3 separate regions of the Mus musculus genome follow, and regions 1 and 3 are each linked to region 2. A link is a contact called in public HiChIP or PLAC-seq data. All regions are on one chromosome and are shown on one strand. Each heading gives the region's core, a stretch centred on a gene start, on an enhancer-like site or on the middle of the called end of the contact. The rest is flanking DNA. Distances are from core to core; before and after follow the strand shown.

The links. HiChIP or PLAC-seq counts read pairs in DNA pulled down with a chosen protein or histone mark.
Region 1: a contact with region 2 is called in an H3K27ac HiChIP or PLAC-seq map of embryonic stem cells, with 6 read pairs. The contact joins the promoter of 2810454H06Rik here to the promoter of Gprc5a in region 2. A contact is called at or near these places in 1 of 484 Hi-C or Micro-C datasets (embryonic stem cells), 2 of 115 datasets of contacts at active chromatin or transcription factors (embryonic stem cells and pancreatic cancer cells) and 1 of 9 other capture datasets (adipose tissue).
Region 3: a FOXA1 HiChIP or PLAC-seq map of pancreatic cancer cells shows a contact between it and region 2. The contact joins the promoter of Gsg1 here to the promoter of Gprc5a in region 2. A contact is called at or near these places in 4 of 39 promoter capture datasets (liver, macrophages and stem cell-derived epiblast-like cells), 4 of 484 Hi-C or Micro-C datasets (Th17 cells, centroblasts, embryonic fibroblasts and 1 more), 4 of 115 datasets of contacts at active chromatin or transcription factors (embryonic stem cells, pancreatic cancer cells and trophoblast stem cells) and 2 of 9 other capture datasets (adipose tissue and macrophages).

Annotation. Positions count from the first base shown.
Region 1 is chr6:134,896,492-134,899,649 of GRCm38.p6, reverse strand. It overlaps 2810454H06Rik (RIKEN cDNA 2810454H06 gene), which reads right to left and starts at 1,689. Exons shown (of 1, transcript NR_029441.1): 1 at 1-1,689. Gpr19 (G protein-coupled receptor 19) reads left to right here and starts at 1,456. Exons shown (of 4, transcript NM_001362050.1): 1 at 1,456-1,818; 2 at 2,437-2,488. RefSeq lists a cis regulatory region at 1,509-2,044.
Region 2 is chr6:135,063,717-135,067,007 of GRCm38.p6, reverse strand. It overlaps Gprc5a (G protein-coupled receptor, family C, group 5, member A), which reads right to left and starts at 1,346. Exons shown (of 4, transcript NM_181444.5): 1 at 1,233-1,346.
Region 3 is chr6:135,253,019-135,255,866 of GRCm38.p6, reverse strand. It overlaps Gsg1 (germ cell associated 1), which reads left to right and starts at 1,531. Exons shown (of 7, transcript NM_010352.2): 1 at 1,531-1,734; 2 at 2,535-2,594.

The sequences.
Region 1 (3,158 bases), core at 440-2,939, 170 kb after region 2:
ATTCATTCACCCTCTCTGTATTTTCTCTCTTATGAAGGAAATGTCAGGTCAATATAGGTGTGGAAAACTGGTTATCATTCTACCTCAAGTAAGCTATTGTTCTTATCTATAATAGAGAACCTGTTTCTTTGTTTAAAACAGCGTTTCATGTAGCCCAGGCTGGTTTATGACTCCATACGTGGGGATTGCCCTGAACTTCTGATCCTGCCTCTATAGGTCTACCACCAAGTCCCATTTTACTCAGTTCTGCATAAATCCGTGGCTTTTAGGCAAGGAGCCTACCAACTGATCTACAAACCCCATTTTTTTTCTTCTTCAATGTACCACCATACCCAGATTGTATAGGAAAAAAAATGTTCAAAGTATGCTAAATTTTACTATTATATTGAACATAAAAAAAAAAATCCGAGGTGAGATGATAGCTTCTCTTGAGACAAATGTTGGAAGCATGACAAGTCTTCAAGTTCTGACCTCTTCTGTTCACATACATACATTTCCCCCTTCTTACTGGTTAAAATCTCACTTTTTCTGGTAGAAAAATGTTACAAATCTAAAGACTTCAATCTCACCGGTCAAAAAATAGGGTCTAATAAAATTGCCAAATAAATTCCATTGTTTTGAAAACTAGAAAAATGCTCAGGCTTAGCTAAGTTGCCAGTTATTAATTTTTTTTGAACGTACTGGAATCTATCAATAGAAATTCCTTCACAAATCAGTTTGCCTCTACTTGCAAATGGATAACCATATCTAAAATAATCTATGCTTATCAGATAATATTTTATGAGCACTGTCTGAGTCTATTTAGAGCGGACTTTGAAGGGACATTCAGACTCTTATGAACTAACTGGCTTCTGCTTTAAAGGGCTACTGCTTCTAGTGTCAGCTCTTTCTAGTTTCAAAATTTGCATGGCCGCCTTTCTGAGTCGCCTTCAAGAACAGTCTTAGCCCAGTCAGGAATTGCTCGAACTCCGGCGGCCTTAGGGTCAGGCTTATTTGCATCTTTGCTAAACAAAGTCCATCCTTTGAGGCGTCAGCGCCGCCGGTCTTCGCTCTCACGCTCCGCTGCTCACTTCAGCGACGGTGGCGTGCACAGCACCTGGGTCATCTGTGCTCACGATCCTGCCGCGACACCGACTCTGGGCGTTGTGGTTCTCATTTCAGGGCTCCGAGATTCCCACGGCACACTCGGCTGCTCGCTCCCTAGTCCCGGGACTAGGAGGCGCGGTTTTCCCGGAGAAATCCACGTCAGCCGCGCAGGCGCAGGCGCAGGATCTGGGCGGAGGGAAGGGGCCTGCGCTCGGCCCGCGGTAAACAAGCACTGCGCAGGCGCCGTGCGCCAAGGTGATTTTTTTTTTGTTTTGTTTTTTGTTTTTTGGTTTGCATAGCATCATAAAAAAGGGGGAAGGCCAAAGCAAACCCTAGCATCTTAAGACGATCGACGGTGTGGCTTCTGCTACTCTCACTCTGAGGCACCGGCTGCGCGACCATGGCAGCCATAACTCTTCCACAGAGCTGCCGGCCTTGAGCTCTTTCGCTCACTGTCTACACTGAGGCTGAGAGGACAGAGAAAAGACAGAGAAAAAAAAGAAGAAAGAAAGAAGATTTAAAGGAGAGGTGGTGGGCGGTTCCCACAACGCCACCGTAAAGACCTCTGTGCCTCTTTCCCCAGACAACGCGAGATCCTGTGCCAGCCGGGACTCCGCCCCCGCCCCGCCCGTGGCTGTGTGCGCATGCGCTGGGCTTTTTGGCGCGCAAACCGTTCAGAACTTCCTGCTTGGTCACAGGTGGCCCCGTCGGCCCCCGAGGGATGTCAGTCAGGTCGGAGCCGGGGATTCACGCCCACTGCGGCACGTCCTTAGGGATTTTTCGGTCAAAATTCCACTTGACTGTAACTCGCCCCCCCCATTCTTCTGTTCTCGTATGGGTCATGAGGTCTCCGCGAATCCAAGAGTCAGAGTGGGAAGAGAACCCCTCGCGGTTTTTAAAAGATGTTGCGATTTCGTTGTGTGGCACGCGAGCTAACTGGCATAAAAGGATAAATCTGGGGAACGAACGGGACTTCCCCCCCCCCACCCCCGAAGATTCTGAGAGGCTGTGAATGTGGACCGGGCTAACACAGTGATATGAAGATGAGAAGTTTTAAAAATGGAAGGAGCCAATGAAGGCTTGAGAGATGAGGCTAGGAGGAATTAGAGCAGTAGAGGAAGTTTAGCTTAAAATATTTACGCATATTTATAAGCAAGTAGGCAGCAGTGCCGCATATTTAGTCTACGATAGCGAAGTGAAATGGGGATGTCTTTGAGTGCAACAGAAACATTTTTTAAAGTTGTCGCAGGCAAGAGCTGAGGTTGGGGCGGGGTAAAACAGATAATCTGGAGTCTTAGGATGTTGCAAGTGTGGACCGCTCTGACTGATTTGGCCTCTTTTCTCTCTCAGGGGACGTGGAACACCTGCACAAACTGGATTTTTGCCCTATCACGACTCTGAGGTACCATCCGGCAACTGAAGTGTCCTCTTTCCAATAGAATGCCTGGCCTCTCCCACCAACTTCACGGTTCAGCCGGAATGAAATTTGGCTAACAAGTCACTCAGATGAGTCACTGGCTCATTACAAGATTATAGATTTCTAATCTATAGCCTTCCAGTTGTGTAGATCTTAGGATTCACTCTAATATTGGGAGCAGTGCTATATAGTACAGACAGTATTGTCATTTTTACTGTCCCTGGAGATTGTTTGCAGGACCTTGCACAAGTCCCGCAATGCATGATGCTCAAGTCCCCTGCGTAATGAGGTATACTATTTGCATATGACCCTTGTACATCTTTCTGTAAAGTTTAAACAATCTCTAGATTATTTGTGATATGTACATCGATGTAAATGCTATGTAAATAGCTCCTGTACTATATTGTATAGGGAGTAATGGCAAGAAAAGCATTCAGTACAGATGCAAATTTATCTTCTCTATTTTTATATCTGCTTTTGGCTGAATGTGAGGATGTGAAACCCATGGATGTGGGGGGTTGACTCCTCTCTCTCTCTCTCTTTCTCTCTCTCTCTCTCTCTCTCTCTCTCTCTCTCTCTCTCTCTCTGCCTGTGTGAAAGAGTTACCTCACTGTATTGATCAGATATGCCTAAATGGACTAAAAAAATCTAGTCT
Region 2 (3,291 bases), core at 97-2,596:
TAAGGCACCTCCCAACCCTTCCTCCCCTCCCCTTCCTTCTCTCTATCAGTGATGGCCAGTACAAAAACCCCTAAGGGTGAAGTGTTGGCCTCACCCTCCCCTCCACCTTCCCAGGCCATTGTATCTGAAGTGGCTAAAGAATTCTCCTTCAGTAAAGAGCAAAGAAGAGACTGTTTCCAGAGAACCTTTCACCAGGCTTCAACAAAAGCCTCAGACACTTGCCTGGAGAAAAGGCAGGCAGGCACGGTGATGGTCCTTCAATTACCTGCTTCCAGGCAGGCTTTTGCCATTTGGGAGCCTTCTACCATGAGACCGATACCTGTTATCCCAACACTCTGCAAACTGAGGCAGAATGGTGGTTACAAGCTCGAGGCCAGCCTGAATGTCTAAAAAAAACAAACAAACAAAAAAAAACAACAACAACAAAACAACAACAAAAAAAAAAAACAACTGCTGTTTCCTGTCTTTCCATTCAATGTGATCTGCCAGCCTCCTCCTGCCTGTGTCTCTTCTCCTCCGGGAAGACAAGCTTTTCACCCCCTCTTGTTAAAGAGAGACAGGGTCTTAGAGACTGGGGCAACAGGAAAAGTAAGGGATGGGGTGGAGGAACAACACGCACATGAGAAGGGGGGGGGGGCGTTGAGGTGAGTCACTTCCTGACCTCCACGGCCTTCGCTCCTTTGGGAAGGAAGCGGCTGGCATCCTCTCCCTCTACCCCTCTATTCATTCACAGACCCTTGAAACTCAGATGGGAGTTGAAAGCATCATAGCCCATCTTCCACCCACCAGTGGCTACATAGAACCTGTGGGAGGGGCCTAGTACAGTTCAAGACGGACCTCTCTTTTAATATTGGTATTTTAAACTACTGTTTTGTATCTGGAGACAGAGACTTATATAGCCCAGGCTGACCAGGAACTCACAGTAGAGTCAAGGCTGGCCTTGAACTCTTGATTCTTCTGCATCTACCTCCCAGGTGCAGAATTACAGGCCTGTGCTACAGTTTCTAACTGTTTGCTGATTGGTCTTTCCCCTCTGTTTTAGCCCAGAGAACACATTCAGAGGTGAGAGAAGTTAAGGACATTCCTTTCTCGGTTTCATCTGTTTCTCCTAGCCAGCTGTAGTCCATCACGGGCTGTACTGTCTCAGTTCTCCTTCCCCAAGGCTCCCCACGCCCCACTCTCCGGATTTAAAACTGGGGCCCGGAGCGCGCTCCTGGGTAAACCCCTCTTACCTGGGCGCCGCGGCGCTCGGGGTGAAGCGAGAACTTGCGACTCACGCGTGAAAGGCGAGAGCGCTCAACCCCTGGCTACTGGGCAGGTCCTGGGACAAGGATCCCGCCTTGGCCGCGCAAAGCGGTTATAAAGGCTTCTGTCGCCGGAGGGAGGGAGAGGGTGAACCGAGGGACAAGGGGCGGGGGCGGGGCGGAGGGAGAGGACACGCCTAATCCAGTTCCGCGGCACTTCTCGCTGTTGTGAAAATAAAGTCACCGTGCCAGAGAATGAACTGAAAGCCTCCCTGACGTCAGAAGCACAGTCACTCATGAAATAGGTGGCGGGGTTGCGGGGGAAGCACCCTAGACTGCCAGGCGTAGCTCTCGACGAGTGTTCAGGTCGGTCCCAGAGCTCCCGCCCTTATGAAAAGAGCCACACGGTGAACCCAGCTACGGATGAGCGCTGCTGGCTGTCATCTCCTGGAGGGAACCACACCCATCCTCCCTGAGGGCACTATAGGGCCCCAAGGGCAAAGACTTAAGCCAGCAGCTCCAGGCAGCTCCTTTGTTACTTTCTGTGGGAGAAGTTGGTCTTTATTTCCCCTTGGCGGCACCTGTCTCTCCATCACCCACTCCTTCCTCCGGTGAGCAGGGAGAAGCCAAGTTTAAATGGGAAGAGACAGCCACTCACTCTCCTGTGGGTCCCCCAGTCGCGGCTAAAGAGTAAAGACCAAGGAAAAGTTGAGACGCTTCAGCAAGGCCCTTCTTGGAACTGTCGCATAGCCAAGTTAGCATGGCCTGACTGAGAGATCATATCGCCTTTCTTTTAACCACCTCTCCAAAAGTTTGACAAAGCAGTTGATAGGAACAGAGACGCCAGATAAAATTTTGAAATGAAGGAATTTGCCTTTGGTGTCTGATTCCTCCTGCTTAGGTAGGGGCCCGCAGCGCATCCATTATCAGGCCAGTCCGGCTGAAACCTGCCTGCTCCGTAGTCAAAAAGTCCTGGAATGTCAACGCACTGGACCAGGTTTACCCCGTTGGTTGCGTTGGTGGGCAGCGGGGGAACTAAGCTTTTTAGGTAGTAGGGAAGGCCTGGAGCAGGCCTTCTAAGTGCTTTAGTTCAGTTTTAATACAATTTTTCATGTATGGCGACCCCCAGCCATAAAATTATCTTTGTTATTACCTCATAACTGTAATTTTGCTTCTGTTATGAATCTTAATATACATATCTGTGCTTTTTACTGGGCTTAGGTGACCCCTGTGAAAAAGATGTTTAACCCCTACAAGGGGCTGAGACCCACTTTTCTCCACACCCTTAAATGCTTTTTAAAATGTAACAAACAATCTTGCCAGATGGTAGGGGCTCACAACTTTAATCCCAGCACTCCTAAGGGAGAGGCAAGCAGATCTCAGTGAATTGGAGGCCAGTCTGCTCTACACAGTGAGTTCCAGAACAATCAGGGATGCACAGAGAAACCCTGTCTCAAAAAAAGAAAAGAAAAGAATAAAATGTAACAAGCCAGGCCTGGCGCGGGGCACCTCTGTAACGCCAGCACTTGGGTGGTAGAAGCAGGTAGAAAAACACTTCAAGGCCAGTTTCTACTACATAGGAGTTTGAGGTCACCTGAAGGTGACTTGCTGCAAATGACAGTTCGAGTCAGCATTTGGGAGACTGAAACAGGAAGATGGCCACCGGCCTGAGCCACATAGGTGATATAGGGCAACGGGAAAGGGGGAGGGGGGGCTACTCTCAAGAGCCTGACTCAAAAAGGCAGAGGAGATGGGAAGGTGGCTCAGCCAATAAACTACGTGCTGCCTAACCTGATAACCAGAGTCCAATTCCCAAAATCGGCATGAAGGTCAACCAAGTCCAAGAAGAGAACCAAGACTGTAAAGTTGTCCTCTGACCTACACACAGGACCATGGTGAGTGCTACACACACACGCACATACACACACACACACACACACACACACACACACACACACCAATAGAAAGACTCTTCATGAGCTTATGCTGTGATGTATAAGGTACTGGTTCAAACACCAGAGCCAAAACAACCTAAATCTTTGGAGTC
Region 3 (2,848 bases), core at 282-2,781, 190 kb before region 2:
GGGAGTGTGTCACTGTGGAGGTAGGCTTTGAGACCCTCCTCTGAGCCATGTGGGAACTAGTCTTCTCCTGTTTGCCTTTGAAACTCTCAGCTCCTCCAGCACCATGCCTGCCTAGACTCTGCCATGCTTCCCACAATGGACTGAACCTCTGAAACTGTAAGCCAGCCCCAATTAAATGTTATCCTTTATAAGAGTTGCCTTGGTCACGCTGTCTCTTCTCAGCAATGGAAACTAACTAACTAGGACAGAAGCGAAGAGGCAGGAAAGGAAGGAGATGGAAGGGAGAAGATGGAAGGAGAATAGGAAAGGGAGGGAAAAGAAAGAAGAAAAATCTGATTGTATTAGCTGACCAGGCATGCTATAGAAGCTCAGAGGTAAGGGAGCATTCTCAGGGCTGGAATAAGGGATTTGAGGCTAGAATCTGAGGTCCTGAAGGTCAGGATCTGGGTGCCTTGATAAGGAAGAGCAAGGGTCTTAGAGAGGGATGGAGGGTTCCATGTCACACAGGACAGGTCTTCATCCAGACCCTTTCAATCCTGGACTTCACACCTGAGGCTGAGTTGTACCTCGGCGTCAACTGAATTATGTCTACTAAAACTCTGAGAGTGAACTTGGCATGGTGGCTCACATCTGTAGTCTTGGTGCTCAGAGACTGAGGCTGGAGGATTGCCATGAGTTGAAGGCCAACCTTGTTATATAGTGAGTTCCAGACCAGCTTTAGCTGGAGTAAGAGCCTGTTGCAAAGCAAAACTGAAAATTCAACACGTGGTGGACACTGCTGTCATCCCAGCACTTGGGAGATAGGAGGAGAAGGAGGATCGAGAGTTCAAGGCCAGACTCAGCTACACATGAAGTGTAATGCCTTGTTTCAAATAAAAATAAACGTGATACTGAATGCCTCCTTAGATTTCCAGACACTGGTCCTTTAAGATGGCAACTCTTTTGCACCATTACCTCTTCAAGAATGGTCTAGAGTTAAAAAGGCCAACACAGTAGCTGCTTACTACATGAGGCTTTTGAGCCCTTCAGATGTAGATGGTGCAACTTAGCTGTTATATTTCATTTTAATGCAATGTTGAGAACAGTGTGGTTCCAGTGGTTGCTGGAGGGTGGGGGAGGAGGGGGATGTCGGCTTTCACCCAGCCCTGGGTAAGAGTTCATTGTTATTGCTGTGTGTGTTCATCTCACTGTTTTGAATGGAGGTGTTAGAACACTGTTAAGCCTTATGTGGCTCACAACTGTAATTCTCTCTGACAGCAGTGGGCAAGCCTCACAAGCCAATGTGATCTGGTTGGCACCACATGCAAGCCATCCCTAACCTTCAGATTTGTGTTTGAATGAACTCCCCAGATCTTTTTATACTCATTAAGCACCGATTGAAAGACCTCAGGAGACTGAGAGGTACTGAGCGTGTGCCCTTCTCTCAACCTGGTCTTTCTAGGGTTGGGAGAGGAGTGGGCGGGGCATCCGGGGGAGAGAGCCCTGCCTGCTACTGTGACATCACAGAATGAAGTCATAGTAACCCATCCCTACCCAAGCTGGCGGCGTGCCTGAGGGGCATTCATCCTCTCCCAACTGCCCACATACCACCTTACCCCCTCTGCTGGCAAGAGGGGACCTGGTGCACCCTCTCCCTCAACACCTGAGCCACGCAACTAAGACCTGTCAGAGCAGAAGCTGAGACACATTTTCAACTCCTGTCAGCTGACTCAAAATGTTTGTCTCACCCAGGAGGTAGGTACACAGCTTTTGGAAATGTTGTTAAAAAAAACTAATTATATTTATTTCACTATTTGAGCCCCATCTCTAGTGGCATGAACACACACACACACACACACACACACACACACACACACACACACACGGAGAGGGGAGTAATGTATAGTTATTGAGCAGTGAGCAAGTATGTTCAGAAGGCCCAGCTAGCCTAAGAAAGCGGCATTGGTGAGACTGGGACAGAGCTCAAAGCTCTGAAGAGCCAGCAGTGTGGGCTCAGGCAGCTCCCCCAAGTTCAGAAAGAAGCCCCCAAAGTACACACATCAACCATCAACTGGTGGAGCCCTTACAGATATGAACATGATAGCAAAAGCCAGTCAGTGCCTGAAATGTTAGTATCTTTCAGGATTAGTTCTCTAGAGAGGGGGCAGGGTTATGGGGAAGCCTGGTGTTAACATGAAGCCACAGATATAAAGCACAGGACACTTGAACCCTTGCCTCATTGTGGAGGCCGTTCCATGACCCGAAATCTGTGGCTTTTGTTAAAAAGTGTCTCCCTGCCCTTTGCTGTGTGGGCACGTTCCTTCAAAAGCAGTGGGCCTTTTAGGGTTGCGGGTCTAAACGCGGACTCTACCATGTCTACATCTGTGATCTGGTGCAAATCAAAGATCGAATCCAAGCAGCACAATGGAGATGGTGCTCTATACCTGGTGGGGTGCGAGGGCCTCGGGAGCAGTTAGCTAGCGAAGGGTCTAACCACTGGCCTGGTAGTTTGGGATGCTTTTTCCTTAGATTCCGCTTTCCTTCCACCTCTTTAGATCTTCAGAACAAAACTGTAGAGGACTCCCCACCTCTCCCGCCAGCCCTTGGGGAAGCAGGTAGGTAACCAGTAGTCCTCAGATGTGTTAAGGGGTTCATGTGCTCACCTCTCGTGTCTACAAAACGAGGCAGGCCTACCTTACCCCTCCATCAGAAAGGACCTAGGGAACCACGTTTTGGAGGGAATAGGGAAACGCTTGATTTGGGATTTGACAGCAACCAGGACACTTGTCCCGTCTGGTGTTAGGAATTTAACCCAGGATCCATTCTCTTCTCTGGGCTGGTCCTCGCCTGCCCTGATGGATAGGCCAAC